Regions from separate parts of the Mus musculus genome. Here all the other regions are linked to region 1. Evidence: chromatin contacts called from public promoter capture Hi-C data. All regions are on one chromosome and are shown on one strand. Each heading gives the region's core, a stretch centred on a gene start, on an enhancer-like site or on the middle of the called end of the contact. The rest is flanking DNA. Distances are from core to core; before and after follow the strand shown. Region 1 holds the start of Rrh (retinal pigment epithelium derived rhodopsin homolog). Region 2 holds the start of Tbck (TBC1 domain containing kinase). Region 3 holds the start of Tifa (TRAF-interacting protein with forkhead-associated domain).

The links. Promoter capture Hi-C pulls out the DNA fragments that hold promoters and counts their contacts.
Region 2: a contact with region 1 is called in a promoter capture Hi-C map of pre-B cells, with 8 times the contacts expected there. The contact joins the promoter of Tbck here to the promoter of Rrh in region 1. A contact is called at or near these places in 4 of 39 promoter capture datasets (hippocampal neurons, liver and pre-B cells), 3 of 484 Hi-C or Micro-C datasets (CD4 T cells, CD8 T cells and regulatory T cells) and 2 of 9 other capture datasets (adipose tissue and liver).
Region 3: a contact with region 1 is called in a promoter capture Hi-C map of liver, with 7 times the contacts expected there. The contact joins the promoter of Tifa here to the promoter of Rrh in region 1. A contact is called at or near these places in 8 of 39 promoter capture datasets (the 3T3-L1 cell line, the C10 cell line, embryonic stem cells and 4 more), 1 of 484 Hi-C or Micro-C datasets (liver), 1 of 115 datasets of contacts at active chromatin or transcription factors (large pre-B cells) and 2 of 9 other capture datasets (adipose tissue and liver).

What each region holds. Positions count from the first base shown.
Region 1 is chr3:129,821,033-129,823,943 of GRCm38.p6, forward strand. It overlaps Rrh (retinal pigment epithelium derived rhodopsin homolog), which reads right to left and starts at 1,473. Exons shown (of 7, transcript NM_009102.3): 1 at 1,345-1,473. The coding sequence starts at 1,450.
Region 2 is chr3:132,682,741-132,685,651 of GRCm38.p6, forward strand. Tbck (TBC1 domain containing kinase) reads left to right here and starts at 1,404. Exons shown (of 26, transcript NM_001163455.2): 1 at 1,404-1,654. It overlaps Aimp1 (aminoacyl tRNA synthetase complex-interacting multifunctional protein 1), which reads right to left and starts at 1,139. Exons shown (of 7, transcript NM_007926.2): 1 at 1,053-1,139. The coding sequence starts at 1,054.
Region 3 is chr3:127,788,329-127,791,239 of GRCm38.p6, forward strand. It overlaps Tifa (TRAF-interacting protein with forkhead-associated domain), which reads left to right and starts at 1,544. Exons shown (of 3, transcript NM_145133.4): 1 at 1,544-1,843.

The sequences.
Region 1 (2,911 bases), core at 223-2,722:
CCTAATAAAACTGACCGGTGCAGTCACATGACAGCCCTAACAAAAGGCCTCTGTTCAGAGCCACGCAGCCGCTCAGCTCTTCATCTGTATGAACTAGGAAAACAAAACAAAAACGCAGCTACCAGAGTTCCTTAGGAAATTTCCTTCCCATACTAATCTCATGACCAGTTTTTTTGTTTGTTTATTGTTGTTGTTGTTTTAGTGTTTGTTTGTTTGTTTGTTTGTGACAGTCTCCCTATGGAGCCCAGGTGACTCTGGAATCCTTAGCAATTCTCCTGTTCCAGGCTTCAAAATGCCAGATTAATGTTAGATTTCCCCTGTCACATATTTAATGGAGCCAAAACTTGTATACAGTGCCTCTGTGTAGTGTAATTCTGGAATTGGGGGCTCACTTTTTGCCTCTTACCACCCAGAAGTATTCAAATGAACTAGTTACGGTACCACTAAAATTAAAAGGAAATTGTTATCTATAGCCCACGTCAACTATGAGGTAAAAATAAGTAGTTATGAAGACACATGGAGATATATTTCTCACTGTTTTTGGAAACACACTTGAATTTTTCATAAATGTCAATCCGAAAAGCAATGAACCCAACATAACAGTTACTAAAACTCGCCACTTCTGTGAAGTTTGAGATCAAGTAATTGCTGGTTATAAAAGTCACACCGGCCACTGGTACAGTTTCTGTCATTTCTCTCCTTTTCAACAAACAAGCCTTCATCTCAATCTGATAATTTTATCAACAAGAGCATACCTTGTACCCATGTCCCTTAGGGGCCTTGATTATATATACTCTTCATAAGGAGCTCAGTGGATCCCTGATTCTTATCTTCATTTTGCAAAGGAGACCGTGCAAGAGTAAAAAGCTGAAATCCCTTGGGCCCACTTTCAAAGCTGCCGCCTCCCGTGGCTGCCTGCGGGAGGAGCTGAACTTACACACCAGATCTGCAGCCTCTATCTTTTGCTTTAAACTTCAGCGTTTCCTCTAGTACGTTTTAATCGTGAGCTATTTCCTACCAAGAAAACTGCAAATTATGCATGAGAGTCATAAATGATAGAAAGCATGCTTTTAACCACGATGCACACTCTGCTCATGAATTTAAGGTAAAAACCAAATATACGGACAAGTTTTATTTTAAAGCTTCATTTGATACAAAGTTTTCTTGTCCCTCTTTGCTCAAAAACCTTCCGTCAGGAAGCAGCATATTTTCCCATGTCCATTTTCTGATTGTTACAACCCCAGCCCACCCCATGTTTGAGCTAGCCTGCATCCTGCACCCTTGTGCCCACCACCTCAGTTCTTCTCCCACCCGAGAAGCAGGTCACTGAATAAACACCCGTACCTGCCACAATCAGGTAAGCCGCTATGACGCTGTGCTCAGTCCTTGAAAAGACAGAACCTTCGCTCCTAGAGCCCGAGCTGTTAAAATCCGAAGCCTCACTCAGCATTTTGGAAAGTCAAGACCACCTTTGAAGCAGCCCTCAGCAATGGTGATCGGTCAAGAATGCTCTTTCAGAACAAATCATTTCCGCTTGTAGACCTCAAAGAAAGGCCTTTTCACAAAGACTGTCCATTAATACATAATTGGGCTGAAGAGGAAAAGATTTTAATTCTTAGAATGAGAGAAAAATCTCCTTAGTAAAACAAAGAAATTCCAACCGCCTCACATCTTAAGCACTTTAGGTCCAGGCTTGTATTTATAAGCAGATTACCAAGTAAACACATCCTAGTCTAGCAAAAAAACCACAGGCAAACCCAACTCCAAAAGCAGTCCCTGAAATGAGCTGTTCCGTTATCTTCTGTAGCTATTCAGGTGAGGGACTGCACCTTTGTACTAGAGATCCAACTGTTAACACATTACACACTGGTTTTTTTTCATCTCAGGTCCGTGTGTGTGTGTGTGTGTGTGTGTGTGTGTGTGTGCGCGCGCGCGCGCACGCAAACATGTATTTTCCTTAGCAATAACACTATCAACTCCCATACTTCTAAATCCCTGGATGAATGACACCAATATTGCCTGAGCTAAGAGTTTGAGGTTCTTGCCACTTCTTTCTTTTTAAACAAAAATGAGGTCATCTGTTATATGTAACCAGTATGTCTGTCTGTAACGCACACATGATGAAGCCTGTTCCCCCTAAATACCATCCCATAAAACCCAGTTCGGCTGTAATAGCCAAGTGTTAAATGTTCTACAGCATGGATACACCACGCTCTATGCCACCTTGGTTAATTCTGTATTTTGACATTCACGAGCTCACATTAGTCAACCACTCAACTTAGCAAGGCCACGATAATCCTGATAGTCCGTATGGACACATAAAAACCTAGTGTGAACATGCACAGTTAGGATAAAGAGGAACCTAGGCTACCTTTTAACATCATAATTCCCAAGTTTAGACAGTAGAGCTTCAAAGCAAGGCTCAAGTCACAATTTCTGTATAGTCTAATAGAACCACTAGAGGGCGTATCTGCTCATCACGGGTTCTCTAGAGGCCTTCTTAGTTGCAGTTTTCAGTCTAGGGAACAGGGTGGCCTACCTGACCAGTACTCCAGTGTTCTAAAATGTGAATACCTTAAAAAGAACTTACACCAGGAATCTGAGCCTACTGTGTAAATCTCAGTACCTCAAAGTTCGGGTAGTGGGATTGACTTGAATTTGATTAGAACTGAAATCTTTCAACCAAACCCCAGAGACACAGGGGAGTGAGACACAGCAATGTTTAACTAGTTACGTAGCGTAAAAGGGAAACCACACTATATAACCCTAACAGCCGAGGTCAGCCATGGCTACACAGAATCTGAAGTCAGTCTGGGATATCAGTGTGCAATGTCCAGGTGGTCTGTACACCGACTTCTACAATCTTTCACCTCTGTCACCTTAACAGCCCTTAGTAAGGTTGCACTGGTCC
Region 2 (2,911 bases), core at 154-2,653, 2.9 Mb after region 1:
GAGGGCTATGGAGTAACCCTCTTAAAACGAAGCTGGGTAACATTACTTGGCCTTGGAAAACCTTCTATGGCTTTCACTCCCCCTGATTAGCCCACACTCTCTGTCTGCATCATGAATCCCCTCTCTCAGTTCTGAGCCCACAGGCATTGGTCAGACCCCTTCATACTTTGGTAAGTTTCTGTTGCATGGCCTTCGCAATGGCTTGGCCTTATGACTGACTGTACTTCTTGAAGGTTTTCTCTATTGTTAATTCTATTTGTGTCACCTCCTTCCTAGAAAGCCATCTTTTCCTTGAGAACCTTCTCTGGCAACCATGTCAAATAATCTACCTTTTTTTTTTTATGGCTTAATACCTTTTCTGTGCAGTACTTATAATCTAAAATATTTAAGTATAAAATGCCAACACTAAAAAGCGTTTAGTGCTTGTTGCAGGGAACCCAAGCTCAGGGCCCAGCACTTACACAGGAGCACACAATCACAGGTAACTCCAGGTCCCAGGGGTCTGATGCTTTCTAGCCTCCGCGTTTACCTCCACACAAGTTTTGCACAAAAACTCACTCGGGCATGAACACATACCCATAAGTAAAACATATCAATATTAAAATACAGAGTGTTCACCTTACTTTTAATGCTGTACTTCAACAATAAGCCCTAGCCGAGAGGCAACGACTGGGATTTTTGTCCGTTTCGTTGACAGTCATTTCTACTTAGTTTATGGATCTTTACCCAATAACTAAACTGTTGCCGGGAGTATAGTGGTAGCTGGTGTTTCTAATATCTGTTGAAATCAAGGAATCTCCTTCTTCAACCCGTCCTCACGTACAAACACTGGAAATCCTTTGCACTCTCACTTAAAAGGAAACAAGGTAATGCATTCACCCCCTGCCTCCAGTAGCATGCTCTCCCTCGGCCACGTATTCATTGCCCAAACTAAGTTGAATCAAAAGGGGGCACGTGGGTGGAGGTTTTGACCGCGCTTCCCACTACTACACAGAAGGTCAGGTTCTTTTTCCCGGGTGAGAAAGGGAAGAACTCTGGATCGGGACACTCACATGAAGCGGTGACCCAACCGCAGCTCTTGAGCAGCCTCAGCCGGGAGAAGGAAGGGCCAGCCTCCCGCAGTCCCCGGCAGCGAGAAAGGACCCAGGAGGCTGTCCCTGATAAATGCCTGAGCGTTTCACAGTTTCACCGCTCATCGGCCGTCCGCTGCCTGCGCCAGCTCTCTCCCTGTACCACACTGAGCTCCCATCTCCCATTTCCTTCCTCCCTCCCTCCGATCTTCCCTCACTTCTTTCTCACTCGCTACATTTGGCTGTCTGTCTGGGCAAGGGACAGGCGGCCGGAAGTTTTGGGGTCTTCCCCCGGGGTTGCGTCTCGGCGATGTGACGTCATGAGCAGTGGCCGACCCGAGGCGGCGGCGGGGGAGGGGGTGCTGGGCGCTGTCAGTGGAGCGAGGTGCGCGCTCACCCTCGGGTTCTGAGCCGGGGACCCGGGAGGCCCGCGCGGACGGAGGCGTGTCGCTCCGGCTGTCACCTTCCCTAGGCGGCCTCTTGTAGACGCGCCTGAAATGCAGGACACGGCCCACTAAGCACTGCCAGGCATAGCTTCCGCGCTTAGGAGCTCAACCCCCCAATCTCTGCGTCCCCAGATTCAGGCAGGTATTCTGGTGTCGCCGCTTGCCTGGCGTTAGTGGGTGGGACTTGTGGGACAATCAGGTACTGTGAGTGACCCGGCCATTCTGCAGGAACCCATAGAACCAATCTGTGGAGCTGCTTGCTGTTGTGTTTGTCTCCAAACTTCCTTCTCCCTGAAGCCCAAGTTCACCGAGTCTTAGAAATGCAAATACGATTTTACTCTGGATAAAATCCACGTCTCCCCACTACCCCTCTTTTTTCCCCCCTTTTCTCCTCCTCCTCCTCTTCTTCTTCTACATTTTCGACTCACGTGAGTCATCTCCAATCTCTTTAAGAGTTTACATTGTGTCTTGTTCATTATAGGTGCAGGCCATGTTTGTGGTTTTCAGTGTTCTGGCTACAGAAACGTCAGACTTAACGTAGAAGTTTCAAAGTATTCCCTGAGTAAATTTTCCAAGCCAACTACCTGCCTACATGGCTTTCTCTTGTAATCTCTGACTTCATCGTTTTCATTTTTCACTCTCTTCTAGTTACCAAGTGTGAGCACCTGTGTGTGTGTGTGTGTGTCAATTTTTTGTTCGTGAGCTTCATGCACACCAGAGAGATAGACTGATACTGAAATTTGTTTTCTTGCTTGTGGTTTATCTTTTTGAGTCATAAACACTTGTCTGATTTTTCAGTTGTATGTTATTTAATGTCTATAACGGAAAATCTAATATATCATTGTAAAAGTTAAATATTAAAATGCTGAGGTTATGTCTCACCTTTCCTATGACTTCAAGCCTGCTATGTAGATATAACTTTCTGTAATTTTGCATCTACTCATTGAATAAGAAGTTAAGATTCAAGTAGACTTAAGCTAGCTCACAGTATCGACAAGATTCAGAATAGTGGTCATAACTATTTTCACATGAACTTTTGAGTATGTGTTTTGACTCCTCTATTATGATGAGAATAGCACTGGCTCTCTCCATTTATCACCAAGAAAACAAATTCGCCTGTGTTACCAAGTTTTCAGGTCCATTAATTCTGAAAGCCTATGGGAGACTTTATTTGGCTCCCAATGAACAGAGGAGCCTTGTGCTCTACAGGCTTCTTGTAGAGCAAGTCTGAGGTGTGCATTGGATATGAAGTGGTTTGCATCAAAACTTTTCGTAAAAACAGGATGGGCATAACCGATCTGTGGTGGAACTAATGTGTATATCCTTTTTATTATAAAGAGCACACATTAATTTCAATTGTCAAACCAGATTGAGGCAGTCTAGGGTTTCTCTCCT
Region 3 (2,911 bases), core at 294-2,793, 2.0 Mb before region 1:
GCACACTCCTGCCTGATTCTTGCTGATCACATGCTCATCTTCGGTTTTAAGATCCATTATTTTTTAACTAGTTGTCAGGGTCAAGCAATTGTGACCGAGATTAGATTCTAATGTGGACCTGCATGCTTACTTAGAGTCTCTTTGGGATCAATCATGCCTGACAGTTCTGGAAAATAAAGAGCATGCCCTCTAGCATCCTGAATTTTAACCTGTATCTTCTGTCAGTGTTGTTAATAGCCCCTACTTAAATATTAATAGTATAAAGTGAAGGTTTCTATGTTATTTCTCTACTTGTGTTAATGCACTTTGACCATGTCCATCACTTTATTACTCCCTTATTCGTCACATTTTTTTCACATGTTCTTCAACTCAGCTTTGAAGATTAAAGAGTTCAGATGGAGCACAATCATGACGCTAGGATTCACAGGAGGCAGAAGGGTCTTGACTTGGAAGCTAGCCTGAGCTACATGACAAAACCTTGTCTAAAAAGAAAACCGTTAACAAGAAAGAGATCTGAGAGCAGAAACTCCGATTTTTATGTTACTTTATTGCCTGGGTTTATTTGGCACAATCACTTGGCAATGTCTTATCTTGTACCTGCTTTGATACAGCTCAATCGAAAGAAGATTCCGTGGCTGTCTCTTCTTCCAAGAAGGAATAATAAACGTTGATCATTAACCAACGAAATTACATCCCTTACTGGAATCTGCCTCACTTAAATGTACTTAAGTCCTTTCCCAGCCGAGGCTTCCCAGCAGAATTGGGGGGGGGGGGGAGGCCCTCCAGTAGACTGACAACAGTGCAGAAGCCACATCATTTTATTGTCCCAGAAAAAGACCTACCTCCCCTGACATTAAGGACAGAGTCCAGACAAATAAACAGTTTCCATGGAAAGACTGTGGGAATTGCTATTCAGGTTCCCAAGCAGAGGGGACGACGGAACGGACAACTAGAACATCCTTGGCAACTTCTACAGTCACTCTGGTTCTCTTCGCTCTGCTCTCCATCGCTCTTCTCCCTAAATAGAAGCCCTCTCCTACCTCTCTCCACAGCTGCCTTCTGTATTTCCATCCCAACCTCCTTGAACTTCGGAAATTAGTGTCCGGGTATCCAGTCGGTCCTCTGAAAGACCCTCACGAGGCTGTTGCCCCTGTCACCACTCAGCACTAGGTGTTGGGCGAAGAAAGGTTGGTTAGCCGGAAGTGACAGGTGAGGAGGCTTCTGGACGGCTTGTGCGCAGGGTGGCAGCATCCCGAGGAAGGTTCCAATCCTGTCTGGCTGGACTCTCATCCGCTCCCCACGCCTCGGGTTGAGCAGAGAGTAGCCACTGCCTCCCAAGGCCCGAGATCAGGCGCACATTCTTAGGGTCCCCAACGAGTCCTCCAACTGCCTGCTGGTCCACCACCCCACAGCAGCTCTTAATCTGGAACCGACCCAGTTCCTTTCTTCTCAAAGCCCAGCTCCCGGGTCACATGCCATCTAGAGCTGCCTCTTGTTGGAGAAGGTGCGGTCGCCCCGGGTGCCCGGCGACTCAAACCCGGTCAGTCAGGAGACCTCAGAGAGGCGACAGGGGGCAGGGCTTCCTGTGGAAAAGGGCTGGACGGCGGCGGCAGCCTCTTGCCTGGCTCTGCGGGGCTTTCCTCCCGGCAAGGGCTTTGCCGAGGTCACTCGCGCGAGGCCGCTCTTGGCGCGCCCGTGGGAGGCTCGGTGGCGTGGGAGGACCAGCGACCTGCGGATTCCTCGAGCTCCCACGGCGCTGGCAGCGACGGTCCCCCACCCCCACCCCTATCCCCAGGCTTCCACCAGAAGGCTCCGCAAGACTCACGGACCTCCAAGTCCCCAGGTACCTATTGGTCACCTGTTTAGCTTGAGAGTGGGGGACTGTCGCTTGCCTGCTTCTCTCTCTCTCTCTCTCTCTCTCTCTCTCTCTCTCTCTCCCTCCCTCCCTCCCTCCCTCCCTCTCCCTCTCCCTCGCTCTCGCTCTCTCTCTCCTTGGCTTGGTTTACAGGCAGTCTTGCACTATATACTAAGGAAAGGTTGAAAAAATATATAGCCAGCGCGATCTTAAGCTTATGAAATACGTGATCTTTATAAAATAAGGGAGGAACCGAACAATACTGGGGGAGGGGAGCGGTGTGTGTGTATGTCTTTCCTCTCCTATTCTTGCAAACTTTTCATCCAATCGGAAACTAGAAGGATGCCGCTTGTGCATTCTGGCTCACTAGCCGACATCCCGGTCCCCCGCCGTCACATGCTGTTATTGAACTTGGGAAATATCCCAGTCCGGAGTGCACAAGCCTCTTCCAGACCCACCTCCCGGCCGTAGCCGGGTCACAGGAAAGCCCAGCGTCGTTGTGATCCGGGATTTTCCAATTTTCCCAGAGGATTCGCATCCGGTTGCTGGGAGAGGCTCCGTGGGGGGTCCGCGGCCAGGGAGGGGAGTGGGGCCGGGGTGGGGATAAGAAGTGGAGGGTGGGCAGAGCGAGAATCGCCAACGCTGGAAAGCGCTGAGCTTGCCTGACGCTCTCCTCTCCGTACTTGGTTGCCCCCACTCTCTCTGAAAGATTGGGAACCAGAAAGGCTGCTGAGTCGGCAGTGCAGGTCTGCTTTGGTGTAAAATTCGCGGACAAATGTCTTCTAAGACACCCGGTGGGGCCATGGCAACTGAGGGAGTTGGGCAAGAGAGTAAAATTATCTTTTGTTTCTTCCAAGTTTCTCTTCCCCTTCTGCCAGCTCGGTGTCGGGTGTTTGTCAAGAAGAGAAGCTTTTTTGCAAAAATAAAAACTCCCTTCTTGTAATCACAATCGCTAGCATATCGACTCAGAGGAACCTCCATTTACAGCAAATTCTAAAAACGTGAGAAACCTTGATGGCATGCGTGACCCCTACCCAGGGGAGCCGTGCAAACTTC